Regions from separate parts of the Mus musculus genome. Here all the other regions are linked to region 2. The links are chromatin contacts, called in public promoter capture Hi-C maps. All regions are on one chromosome and are shown on one strand. The core of a region is the stretch at or near the end of the contact, and the rest is flanking DNA. Distances in the headings are between cores, read along the strand shown.

What was found. Capture Hi-C pulls out chosen DNA fragments and counts their contacts.
Region 1: a contact with region 2 is called in a promoter capture Hi-C map of adipose tissue. The contact joins two enhancer-like sites. A contact is called at or near these places in 2 of 484 Hi-C or Micro-C datasets (female germline stem cell-derived STRA8 germ cells and nephron progenitors), 2 of 115 datasets of contacts at active chromatin or transcription factors (the HPC-7 cell line and embryonic stem cells) and 3 of 9 other capture datasets (adipose tissue, liver and pancreatic islet).
Region 3: a contact with region 2 is called in a promoter capture Hi-C map of liver. The contact joins two enhancer-like sites. A contact is called at or near these places in 4 of 39 promoter capture datasets (the C10 cell line, the HPC-7 cell line, liver and 1 more), 1 of 15 datasets of contacts at CTCF or cohesin (large pre-B cells), 8 of 484 Hi-C or Micro-C datasets (CD8 T cells, Th17 cells, bone marrow-derived macrophages and 4 more), 4 of 115 datasets of contacts at active chromatin or transcription factors (the HPC-7 cell line, large pre-B cells, microglia and 1 more) and 4 of 9 other capture datasets (adipose tissue, embryonic stem cells, liver and 1 more).

What each region holds. Positions count from the first base shown.
Region 1 is chr1:87,958,058-87,962,395 of GRCm38.p6, reverse strand. Usp40 (ubiquitin specific peptidase 40) reads left to right here. Exons shown (of 32, transcript NM_001198573.1): 24 at 2,533-2,607. Among named protein-coding and RNA genes, the nearest start is that of Usp40, 48 kb to the left of the region's middle. Within about 2 kb of position 1,500, at least 104 of the 459 cell types and tissues checked have an H3K27ac peak or open chromatin away from gene starts, as enhancers often do. A contact at or near this core is called in the HPC-7 cell line and adipose tissue, where this site is marked.
Region 2 is chr1:87,878,653-87,883,062 of GRCm38.p6, reverse strand. Dgkd (diacylglycerol kinase, delta) reads right to left here. Exons shown (of 30, transcript NM_177646.3): 2 at 2,585-2,695; 3 at 1,124-1,204. Among named protein-coding and RNA genes, the nearest start is that of Gm19582, 27 kb to the right of the region's middle. Within about 2 kb of position 3,137, at least 145 of the 459 cell types and tissues checked have an H3K27ac peak or open chromatin away from gene starts, as enhancers often do. A contact at or near this core is called in the HPC-7 cell line, adipose tissue and liver, where this site is marked.
Region 3 is chr1:87,770,523-87,774,921 of GRCm38.p6, reverse strand. Atg16l1 (autophagy related 16-like 1 (S. cerevisiae)) reads right to left here. Exons shown (of 18, transcript NM_029846.4): 6 at 3,465-3,530; 7 at 691-777; 8 at 53-109. Among named protein-coding and RNA genes, the nearest start is that of Atg16l1, 17 kb to the right of the region's middle. Within about 2 kb of position 1,436, at least 19 of the 459 cell types and tissues checked have an H3K27ac peak or open chromatin away from gene starts, as enhancers often do. A contact at or near this core is called in adipose tissue and liver, where this site is marked.

The DNA.
Region 1 (4,338 bases), core at 251-2,750, 81 kb before region 2:
TATTTTACCTTATTACTATATTGTGTGTGTGATGGGGAGGGGGAACATGCCACATGTGCCTAGCAGGCATGTGGTGTCTAAAGGACAACTTCATGCAGTCAGTTCTCTCATTCTGCCTTTATGTTGTGGGTCCAAGTTCTCCTGGCTTGGTAGCAAGCTCCCCTACCCACTGAGCCATCTTGCCAGCCCATCCCTTCTACATTTTACTCTTAAAAAATGGTTAAGCTTATTCCATAGTTTCATACACAATTCCCTCTTCCCATTGTAGGAGCAATTCTAAAATAAAGAAAAGTTTTATTCTTTCTTAGCATACAAAAAAACTCTATAAATGTGTCTATTTATGTTCACTTTTTCCCACTGGTTTTCTGATAAATGGCAAGTGTGGGCTAGGTAGGAACAGTCTGACATGAGTGGCAAACCCCTCTGGTGGGCAGGAAAGCTTGAGTAGTAGTTCAACAAGCAGAGAATTTCAGAGAGCAGATGGCACAAGGATGCCGGAAAGCTTTTGAAGACATTTGAACTCCAACCTCCAAATACTTTGATCACAAATGTTTCTGTAAGTAAATGTCTCTACATGGTCCAGCAGCAGGAAAGATTCTGTCTAAGCAGTTGGAATCCATGTAGTCTGTTGGTTGGTCTTAAATTGCATCAGACCTCCTTATCTACACTCAGCAGGTAGCCAAATGAAGCTCTGGCATCTTAGATAGCTGTGGTCAGCACTCTTCCCCGCCTACATTCCTGCTGTCTTGGAGTCAGCACACTGGCCCTGTGTGCCTTCCCCCTGTCTGTCTAGGGATCAGCAGTGGTTTATGTTTTTAAAAAGGCACAACTGGGCTTGCACTGAGACACTTTACCAGTCAGTAAAGTCCACTGAGCACCCAAGAGAGTAAGAAGCAGGTCTCAGAGAATTCTGAGGTGTTAAAATTAGGTAGCCTCTTAGTAGTCTGTGGGTCCGAGTTCTACCCCACAGTTGGGGTCTGTAAATACCACTCCGGCAGACAAAACAGGAGGGAACTAGGCTACATTGGGGGAAGCAGAAGGCAGAAGGCAGCTTAAGATGTGGGGCCCAAGTGAGAAACAGCACAGGCTGAGGTGAAGAAGGCAGGGTTTCACAAACTCCCAGTGTCCAGTCACCACTAGGAACCATATAGAGTTGGGAATGAGGGGGCCACCCAGGCTGGCCATGGGAGTGGGGAAAACTCCAGCTTAGCTCAGGGGTGAGTTTTGTGTCCGAAGGGCAGAAGGAGCCTTCTGCAGGAGACTTAAGCAGCATGGTTCTGTATGATGAAGGCTTCCCCCACAGCAGTTCTTGATGAGAGAGGCAGTCTTTTTCCAAACTGTTTATTCATTGTTCATCTTGGAAAATTGGTCCCTATGACTTAGTCAGGGTGGGCCAGAGATTAAAGGGGGTGTCTGGGAGGGGAAGCTTATTGGCTGGCCCATCTAGATAACTCATTAGCATGGAGAACTCTGTTCTGTGCTAAGTGACTAGTGGTCACAATCCTCATGTGCGGTGTCACGGTCACATGTTCCAGTACAGTAGCCAGGTTTGAGAGTAAATGGCGTGTATACCATTCTCAGATACGAGAAGTAAGGATTTCTGAATCTGCTCAACCATTCCAATTTTTGTCTGGTGACACAACTTGCCCCACAACTGTCTGTTTTTCCAGAGACAGGCTATTACAACAAACTGATGCTGGCCTCAGACTTCCTCCCTCCTGTCTCTGCCTTTCAAGTGCTGGGATTACAGGCATCCACCACCATGCCTGGGTATTTTCTTCATAATCAGTCCCCAAATCAGTATTAGACAGTTCATCTCAAAGCTCATAGTTTTCAAAGCTGAAGTCCCTTTCAAACTTGGCAGTCTCTTCTTTGTCTTTCTTAGATTTGGTCCTGGCCTTTCTACTCTCCTTGCCCCTTTCTACTGCCAGAGTACCACGCACTGCTTGACCTTGAGAGCTGTTTCCTCTGAACTAAATTACTTCTCAGCTTTCCTGGCCTGGCAAGTGGTCCCCACATAGCCCCTCATACATAGCCCAAACCATCTTCAGTGGTCATTTCTGTCCTGCACCCCAGGCAGTGCTCACTCTCTGCCGTGCTTCACGTCCAGCTGCCTGCCACCCGATGCTGTGCACTCGGGCCTTCCTGCCTCTCAGCTCTTGACTGTTGTCAGCCCTGACTTTCCCTTTGTTCCTCTTTTTATCTCCACCCCCAACTCCTATCCCCTGACAAAGTTCTTTATCTTATTTCCTCTAGTTTCCAAACCCAGCCATTTTTTCCAAGAATCACTGACATCTTACATTCCACAAATTGTTGTCTCTTTCCTCAGATCCTTTGTGGCTCTTCTGTTCTGTGCCCATAGCTTAAGACATAATGGTATTCTGATTCATAGTCTTAGTTTTATCTCCTTTGTCTTCAGTGTCTGCTTGGTTGTTTATCTCTTGAGAAGATAATAGAAGTATAAAACTTTTAAAGATCCAATGGTCTCTTTGTTCATTTCAGAAGTGACAAAAAGAATTTCTGTGTTCCCAGGATGCAACACTGAAAGAGCTTATGATACGTTCTGGGGATACTTTGCTTTTAACTGAAGGGAAACTTCCTCCTCCGGTAAGATACTGTTTCTAAATGGCCGTTTTGTAAGTAAGTTACTGTTTTCTGATTACTATGATAATAGGGAATGAGAAAATATAGGCAGTCATTACAAAAAAAAAAAAAATAGACAGCTTTGCAAAAAAGCTTATCAGTCAAGCAGATTTCCTTCCTAATTTCTAAATAAAATTAAAATAGCTATACGTAAAATATAATTAAAATCATTATATATTATATATATATATATGTGATTAAATTAAAATTATATTTAAAATCAGTGATATAGAGAATGTTATGTCTTCCATTTTTATATTTAACTTATTTTTGAGACGGGTTTTCACTATATACTCTTGGCTGGCCTGGAACTTGCTGAATAGACCAGGCTGGCCTTGAACCCAAAGAAATCCACCCGCCTCTGCCTCCTGAGTGCTGGGCTTAAAAAGGGTCCACCATACCAGGCTTTATATTTAATATTTTAACCCCATCAGAAGTCCAGAAATTACCATTACATCAAAACTAATAATTTACTGCTCTTTAATTTCTTATATTTTCAGTATTATAAATTCATCTTGTTTTTAGTTTTTGTTTTTTTAAAATGTTTATTTTATTTATTTTTTGTGTATGGGTATTTGCCTGTATGTATGGCTGGATACCATGTGTGTGCCTATTACTCACAGAGGCTAGAAGAGAGCGCCAGATCTCCTGAAACTGGAGTTACAATTGTGGGCTGCTGTCAATGCTAACATTTTGTTTTATCTTTTTGCCTAAAAAATACTGATCCATAATTAGAATTTAGTACTTAAATTCTCTAAAGTAGGATTATTAAAAGGTAAATATGTTTTTAAAAGACCTTTTTAGTCTGTATTGTGTGTTTTCCTGACACATTCCAAATGACAGTCCTCTTAGAAAGTGAAAGGGCTCATTTTACTATGTCCTTGTGTGTCCGTGTGTGTGTGCGCGTGCGTGCGTGCATGCGTGTGCATGTGATGCACATTGGGGAGTGTTTGTATGTTTGTGGACACATGTGGGGGACATGTGTGTTCACATGCATATTGAAGCCTACAGTTGATGTCAGTTATTATCCTTTTCACTGTATATACTGAGGCATCATCTCTCATTGAACTTGAAGCTGGTCAATTCAGCTAGGCTGGCCAGTCAGCTTGTCAGGGGTGGCTTGTCTGTCTGCATAGGCGCTAGCGTCCAAACTCAAGTCAGACTTGCAGCAAGCACCTTATCCTGAGCCTCTGCCCAGCCTGTTGTGATGCTTTTTTTTTTAACAAGCGTTCCACATCACTGCTTTTCTTTATTCGTTTTTAATTCAAAAAGGCAAAATGATAAAGCAAAATGTTTCCAATTCCAATCTTCAGATAAATGACATTCACGTATTAGAAATTCAGGCAGTATAGGAAGCTGTTGGTCAGATGATAAAGCTCTCAAATGAAAAGCAAGAGTCGTAGCCATGGCTCCCTTGTGCATCCTCCTAAGAAATGCTCTGTAACCAAGGTTGGCACAGGAGGACAGTGAGACCCTGTCTGAGGGGAAAGGGGGTTCAAAATTCGCATATGTATAAGCTTCGAGTTACGGAGGACGCACATCCTTTATGCTCTCCCCTGAAGGGTCACATCCCTTCAGTGTTTTAAACTCATATTCCATGTTTGGATTCATTTACCATATCTCAAGGATCACATATGGGTTCTGCTTTTTTATTCATAATTTCATAGAGTCCTATTGAACTTTGCACAATGATCT
Region 2 (4,410 bases), core at 1,888-4,387:
CCACCTTCACTGAGTTATAAAGGGATAATCTAAGAAATTAGGGGGCAAATATTTTCTGTGTCTATGAGCTAGCTTAGTAATAGAAAAAGATGCCTTAAAGGCTCCAGTGTCACCACTAGAGCAAGTCCTGATACTAACTAACATCAGCTTGTGAGGCCAAAGGTATAGTCTTACAAGAAAACATTATATAAATAATATGCACAGTTAGATCAACTATGAGAGAAGAGTCACCAAAAGTTTTCAAGAGAAAAAAACATATGAAAAAAAATTATCAGTCTAATTCCAAGAAGGACACAGGAAAAGACTGAACAAAGATAAAACCAGAGTGAGTGGTTGGCTGCCTCTGAGGTCTTAGAACTTTTGAAGAAAAAAAAAAAAAAAAGAAAAAAGAAACACTACATAATTGTTACAGATTTGGAAAGGAAAGGGCTCAAATGAATTAAATATAAAATAAAAAGAAGAATATCAAAATGCTAATATTCTATGTGTGAGAGAGTGAATCATAGTTGCTTTTCAATTCTCTTAATATAAGCTTTTCTGGTTTTCCCAAATTACCATAAAAATAAGCCAGGTGTGGTGATGTAACCCTTTATACATCTTTAATCCCAGTACTTGGGAAGCAGAGACAGGCAGTTCTCTGTGAGTTCAAACACCAGCCTGGAACAGCTAGTTCCAGGGAAACCAGAACTATATAGAGTGACCCTGCCTCAAAAACAAAAAAAAAAAGAAAAAGAAGGAAGGAGAGGGAGAGAAAGAGAGAAAGAGAGAAAGAGGGAAAGGGGGAAAGAGAGGGAAAGAGAGGGAAAGAAAGAGGGAAAGAAAGAGGGAAAGAGAGGGAAAGAAAGAGGGAAAGAGAAAGAAAGAAGCAACCAAGCTTCTGTACAAAAATGTTAATGTATAAGCAGCAACATTAAAAACATTTCATTTGGACCTTCTTGCTTTGTGCTTACATTACCATGTTCTGATTATTCTCCAGCCACAGTACTGCTTTCAGCATGAAATCCAACATTTACCAGAAATTCATCATGAAGGGGATGAGAAACTCTGAAGTACTTCATGCCACATTCCAACGAGAAAGAAATGCAGCCTTGGAGAAGGATAAGGGTGTGGCTTAGAATCTTACCGTAAAACTGTTGTTGACATTTTTGGTGCTGGATTCTGCTACGCTGGCATCAGTCAGGTCTACCTCATCAAATATAATCGACTGGAGAGAGATGCAAACAGAGGATTTCAGGCAAGCCAGGGCAAGCACATCCAAGCACTGGTGGTGCTGCCCAGATTCTCCCTACCCACACCTACAAGCTCAGGTTCCTTGAAACCTCAACATCTGATCAATACACCATGCGAAATTCATGCAACCACCTGTCTGCCTGCCTCTCCCAAAGAGCATGGATCACAGGTAGTCTGTGGCTTTCACTCCAGAGTTCATTAGTGGGTATGTATACCAATGCTGACCTTTCTTTCTTGTGCTTCCAGATTAGGTATGAGACAGCCAGTCAGGATCCAGAGTTAGAGGATCCCTCTGGTTTGGGTTTCTCCAGCAAAATAATTGGAAAAAAGTTCCAACTAAAACAAATACTATAGGGACAAGAGACAGACCCCATGAGAATAACCCATACCACCATAAAGAAAGCCAAGGAATAGAGCATGAGGAATTCAGTCCTGCAGAGTCCAGCCAGTTCTAGGGGCTGCCTCTATTCCTCTCCCCACTAACGTCCAAGCCACAGCCCCTACCTCCAGTTTATTTCACTGTGCCCTCTATTCTAAGATGACTCTATCTGGAATCCCTGAAAGAAAGACTAACAACTAAGAAAACCTTCCCCACCCCCACCAATAGGACTAAAATAGCCATGGCTGTGGTGAGAACCCTTCTAGCCATGCTGCCTTGCTCCATTCCTCATTTCAGCACACTAACTCTCTAGGGATGCTTATCATTCCAGACTTTTCTTTTTGCCCGAGTATTAGAACTGCCACCAACACTGAGCCATGTTAGGCCTTCCAGCCTGCACACTGGGGTTTGAAGTTGACAGCAACATCCCAGCTGCTCCTCTGACACCTGCCTAAGGAGTCCAGCTTTGAGTCTTAACAGGGCAGGAACTCACCACCCAGGGCCAGCAGCTGGGAAGCCTAGAGATAAAGACCTACATATTTTTGTTCACACACTAAGATGCCCGATGACCAGAGTAGCTCTTAGCCCATAAAAAAGATTCACGAGCCTGTGGTTCCCATCTTTCTGAAAGGAAGCTAACTGTAATAGAGTTAGTTATGTGACCATTTTTCCATTTTCAGAGAAAGGGGAAAGGAACAGAAATAATTTTTATGAAAAATAAAGCATGCTTAGTGACAAATAAAATCTGACACCTACTATTTATTACAAGCCAGATGAGATGGGGCTATAGTTCAGTGGTAGACTGTGAATACCACATCCAAGGCTCTGTGTTCAATTCCAACATGACCAAAACGAACAGACGAACAAACAACAAACAACCCTACCAGGAAATAACTGGTATGCAAGTATTTATCCTGTGCATGAGTACTGAGCTCCTAATGAGGCTCCTGAGGAGGTCCTCTAACAGTGCCTCACCTTTGCAGTTTTAGCATAGTAAAGTGTTCGCCCTCGAAGCTTAAAGTACCTCCTCTTGGATCGCTGGAACGAGTTGTTCTGTTTGGTCAGCATGCCTTCTTTGAGGATGGTCTGAAAGCACAAAAGCACACTGTGAGCTGCATTTCTGAGGTGCCCATTGCCCTGAAACAGCCTGTTGTGACTGATGAACAAGGTTGTGCCCCTAAGGGGCCAAGCAGCCTACCAGAAGAACAGTTCTTGTTCTCTCACAGACCTTGACCTCAACACTGGCCATATAAGCACTGTGCTGCCAAGGGAGAAGCAAGGGGTATACCATTTCTCTAACAGAACAGGCCTTAGAGACTCAAGGTGTTTCCTAACTATGCCCAACAGATTAGCAAAGGAGAAACTGAGGTTCGAGGGACTCCAGGAAGTAGCAGCTGGGGGACAACAAAGACCAGTGCATTCTCCAGCTTCAGCATTTGGTAATTTTCAGCTATTCTTGGCCCTGCCTTCGTGTTCTCTGGCCTCCTGCCATTTCTCAGGATCTTGTTGCCAAAACTGTTCACGTTCACTGCTCTGAGTTTCAGTGTGGCTCTAGGCCTGTGTTCTACTCAGCCCTGTGCATGGTTCTGAGGTCAACATAGGCATCTGACACTCATCTCTGTCCTCTCTATTCCCCACTCCCCCACCCCCATGATACTGACAAGCCCATTATACTACAGGAAATATTCCCTTCTCCCTAGAGAACTTCCCCTGCTCAGATAACAGCAAGTCAGAGCATGGTCCCATGTACTTGGCTCCCAGTGAACACTGATCCTAACTTACTACATGAAAATCAAACACTCAAGGAATGGCAAGATGCCCTGAACCACTCAGAGTCAGCAATGCAGTCAACACTAATAACAGGCCTGGTATAGCTCAGTATAGAATGTTTGTCTAGCACACTCAAGGCCCAGGGTTCCATCCCCAGCACTGCAAAGAAAAAAAAAAAAAAATAACAACAATAAATAATGTCCAGAAGAATAAGAACTCAACTCCATATTCAGCACTTTCCTTATACTACAGTTATACAGCTTTGCCCTGTAAACAACTTTTGAAATAGTGTATGTATGAAGCACCTAGACATCTGAATTTTTTTTTTAAGTTTTTCGAGGCAGGGGTTTTCTTGGTTTTTCGGGACAGGGTTTCTGTGTAGCCCTGGCTGTCTTGGAACTTGCTCTGTACACTAGACTGCCCTGAAACTCATAAAATCCACCTGTCTCTGCCTCCCAAGTGCTGGGATTAAAAGCATGCACCACCACCACCACCTGGCATTTAAGGATACTTTAAACTTCCTAACATAAAACCAGAGTAAACAAGACACAGAAACCTTGGGTCATCCAATCGTGCCAAAATAAAAAGACAGCACACTGTATAACTAAGTTTCCACCATCCTGTATCTCAGGGAAGAAAGATAGAGAGAGAGAAAAATATTAAACCAAACCCCAGCTCCTTCACTCCTTAAACACACAAAACCAGGTTTGGGGTCCACAGACCAGCAGAGCACAGGCCATTATATGGTGCCTGAGATTTCCTCTCCTCCTTCTGACACAAGGCATCTTCCTTAGGCACCTTCTAACCAGCCAGGCGGGGTGCACGTGCTCACATTTATTCACAGGCTCACTAGAATGTACTCTGTGGATCCTACCTGGTACTATACCAGCTGCCCTCTTGAGAATTTACCTTCACCTCTTACTTCTGAAAGCACCACTTAGCCTATTTCCAGGCAGTTAAAAAATATCAAGGGAAACATAGCATGATGCCACAAACCAAGGAAGAAGCACATCCAGCTACTGCCACTACAG
Region 3 (4,399 bases), core at 187-2,686, 110 kb after region 2:
TTAGGAATATTTACACATTTTCAAAAGGAAAGGTGAAGGTCTTCTAACCTACCCAAAGATATTAGTGATAGAATCCAGAAGGCCTCCAGCAGGCTGCGAGAGTCGCTTACTAAAGAGGAGGGGAGGATAGGTTTAAACCTTAGAAACATTTTGCCCCAAATCAAAACAGCCCCTAAAAATAAGTACCTGGGAATACACTTTCCATTCCCAAATCCCAGCCAAGACAAACTCAACACAGCATTTGAACCACCAGGAAATAGTAAGGAGGGAGAAGGAAAACCCAGCCTACTGTCTTAAAGAAACAAAAGGCTCTCAGGATTAACCTGATCTTCCTGCAAATGACAAGGAATCTGTCTAACATACCTAAACACTTCTGGGTACTCATGGTAAATCCAATGCATTCTTTCAGCTCTACTTTAACAAGACCCTAAGTATCTGTCCTTGTGTCCTAGGCTCTCATCACTATGTATAATAAAGTTTAACGGTTCACTCATCTCTCAGAAGGCCATTGTACCTGTTTGTGTTAGAAATGTTAGGCCACTGGTACCCTGTCTCCCTTCCACTCTCCTCTCTGTGGGGTGGACAGGGCGTGGGGGCTCTGGGTACATATGACTAGGTTCTCATGTCCACAAATGAGCAGTCACAGTGATGCTGGCGCTTGCCTTTCGCCCACCCAGCCAGTCCACTCACGTAGCTGCTCTGCTGACAGCTCGGACGGGAGAGGTCTCTTCTGTGTGGTCTGAGGTCTCATCCACAATGACTTCAATGTCATCATCCCTGGAAAGAAATGAAAGAGCATCTGTCATTGTGCCAAACAGGAGGTGTGCAAAGGCCAGTACCACATTCTATTGATGGATTCTCTCTGGAGACTTGGTTGCAAAGTGATGGTGAAGAAGAAAAGGGAACTCCACGATGTGAGAAACTAACGGTTGTACCTACTCAAAACCAACAGTGCCAAATGAGAATAAAGAATTTCCCAAAGCAAAACCTAAACGTGTGTGCTTCTGATGGCTAGAGTCTGCACACTTCCTGTGATACCCATGCTCCTTTATCCCAGCGGATGCCAGGCACCTCTGGAATTCCTCTCCCTACATATTCTTGTAGGTCAATTCTTTCCTGATGGTATGGGAGGCAAGCAATTATTTTGATATTAATGATCACTTGTGTTGCAATCTTCATGAGCAAAATAGCTTAATAAATTAAGAGATCACCACCACTTCCTGTTTGGAGGCTTAGGAATGTGAAGGCTAGATTTGTTTTTCCTTTCAGTGACTGTCTGGATAATGAGCATATATACTTAAGAACCTGTTACACCAAGGCCAAGTAAATTGATTTTTCCCTTATTTACTCTAGGATTACACAGAACTGCCTCACACTCTTGGCTGGGGTAGAGAAGAGAATAAAGAACATGGCTGTGCCTGGTTTCCTACTTGGCTGGCTTTCCTAGACCTAGAGTTTGAGAGTCAAAGGAGAAAGACGGCAAGAGGAGCTGAGTCTACAGTCATGCTCTGATGGGGTTTCAACACCCCAGAAAATACCAGGACCTGCCAAGTCATCACCTCTAGCCCAAAACGTGCATGTTTCCAACCCACACTGGCACAGCCCTGAGGAGCACACAGACTAGGGAAGCCTCTTTAGCAGGCCCTCCCAGATTTGCATTTCAGCACAAGCTCTCTATGTGGAGTCCTGGGCAGGATGCTGGATCCTTTTCATCTAGTCACCTGGTTACATTGGCAAACAAGAGGCAAGACATGACACTACCTTTTTTTCTTGTTTTTCTTTTTAAAGTAACCAAATCTCATTTTTAGGCAACCTGTGGGAAGCCACATGTGCCGTTGCAGAGTGGCACTGACTACTGCTGGCCACCACGCATAAGTTTGGACAAACAACCAATGTGTACATATGCAGTAAAGTTTTTTGCAAAGACACTGCCTGGCCCGGGCATGATAATGAGGTTCTGTAAGGTACTGAGAGTATAACCAATCAGATGTGAGACATGCAAATGAGGTATGATAATGAGGTTCTGTAAGCTACTGAGAGAGTAACCAATCAGATGTGAGACATGCAAATGAGGTATGATAATGAGGTTCTGTGAGGTACTGAGAGAGAGTAGCCAATCAGATGAGGAACATGCAAATGAGGCGTAGTACATAACCAATCCGGGTGTAAGACACGCCTCTCCTAGGCCTATAAAAGCAGCACCAGTTCTGGGCTCGGGGTCTTTTCGCCTCTACAATCAAGCTCTCCCAATAAATGTGTGCAGAAGGATCCTGTTGCAGCGTTGTTCTTCCTGGCCAATCGAGCACGCGCAAGAGCAACCCATTTATTTACTTTGTGGGTATGAAAAAATACACCAAGACCAGTTTTCTCCATTGAGGTCAGGAGACACACACATTCATGTTCTCTCCTTCTAGAGCAAAGGTTTAGCAGAACAACTTTCATTTCTTCAAGGAGGGGGTGTATGGGTGGACAGCTCGGGTTTAAACCACTCCTCTTCACTTAAAAGAAAGCAATAAAAATTCTATTTTTTAAAAATGTAAGTTTACTTATGTATGTTTAGCCTGCATGTATGTATGTAGGAGGTCAGAAGAGGGCACTGGGTCTTATAGCTGGAGATAGAGAGATGGCTGTGAGCCACCATGTGGGCACTCAGCAAGAACAAGCATTTTAAACTGCTGAGACCTCTCAGCCCAGGAGCCAATACACGTTTACGTAACAGTAGGTCTGAAGCTAAGATATTCCAGCAGAAAACCCATCCTGAATCAGAGCAGAGAGGACGATTACTGAAACACCCACCACTTAACAGACCTTCCAGTGCCAGGCTCTCCATCTTCATTAGCAGGTGGACTAGGGAGAGCTGATTCAATTTCATTTCTTTTTGCAGAGATCACTGACCTCACTTATGCTTAAAAAAACTGGACAAACTTCCACTAAGGTGACAGACCAAGAGAGTAAGAGACTGATAGCACAGCACAGATTACATGATCATGTAATCATCTGATAAGAGAAAGGCCAATGATCCGAGTGTCCACAGAAACCGTAAGGCGGCTCTGTGTGCAGGAAGTTAGTCATGAACAGCTGACTGCTGTCAACAAGGAAAATTTCTTAGAAAGTAATTTGGGGAAATATCCAAAAGTCCTAAGCCAACACATATTACTTTAAAATTTTATCCCAAGTAACTGATTTTAAATACTGTCAAAGACCATGTTCAGTACATTATTTCTAAGTGCAGCAAGAAGCCACCAGAGTGAAATTAACTGAAATGGCCATGTGCTGACTGCCTGTTCAGTGGTGATAATATATTTTTCTTTTCTGCCTTTAATATTTTAACTTTGAGCTGTGGCTGTAGTTCCAATCCCTAAAACCTCCCCATAGTAAAATAAAATATCTTTTTAGCTTTTAAAGAAATAAAACCATAAAAAAATCATTAAGAACATAGACCTGAGTAATTTCTCTATACTCACTGTTCAACAGGTAGAGGTTCCTTTGCTGCTTCTGCAAGCTCCTTCTGCAGCCGTGCTTGACGCCTCCTGTTTGCAAAAATGAAATGAACATGCGAAACGTAAAATTGTGCCCGCTTATGAAAGCGACATGTTTTACTTTCAACAAAGTTTCAGTTCTGAAGGCATATTTGAATATTCAGTTCAGGACTGAAGAGGTGGCTCAGTGGAAGAGTGCTCAGTGCCACAAGCAGGAGGATCTGAGCTCAGATTCCAGCATCTACAGAAAAGGCCCAGCATGACGCATGCCTACAACCCCTGTGGGAGAACAGACGGGATCTCTGGGCCTTGTGTTCAGTGCCACTAACTTCAGGATCAGCGAGCAAGTCACAGCACAGTACATCTGCATGGACGCACGCCCCTCCCCACACCAAGGAATGTGTAAGCCTTTTCAAATGACAGTTAGTATGGCCAAAGACACCCAAATACCCACCCTAAATACTGACGAGCTCCCCCACTATAAAAAGGCTCCAGGGCCAGTTAAAAGCCTATAATGACCAAAGTTAGATCCCTTGTGGGAGCTACCTGTAAACTGTGGCAAGAGCTCTCTCTCACACAAAAGAAAACCGGCCTGCAAAGAACCATGGCTGCTTAGGACAAAAAAGTGCTTCAAGCTGATCCCAGGGCTAGTTATGGCTGACTTAGCTTCCTGTAGTAAACTATCTTATTAACCCAGCCACAAAACAAAAACAAGAAGAAATGCAGTGACTATCACAGTCTGCAGACGCTTAAGTCTAAGTCTTCTGTTATCTTTAGGTGACTTTGGCTTCCTAAGGAAATGCAAAGATATGGGGTCTACTGACACCAAGGGACAACTGCATCACTGTTCTAAGTGAGGTACTCTGAAATCCTTGGACAGCTGAAGTACACAGAACTGTAACTAAGACCAGGCGTGGCTT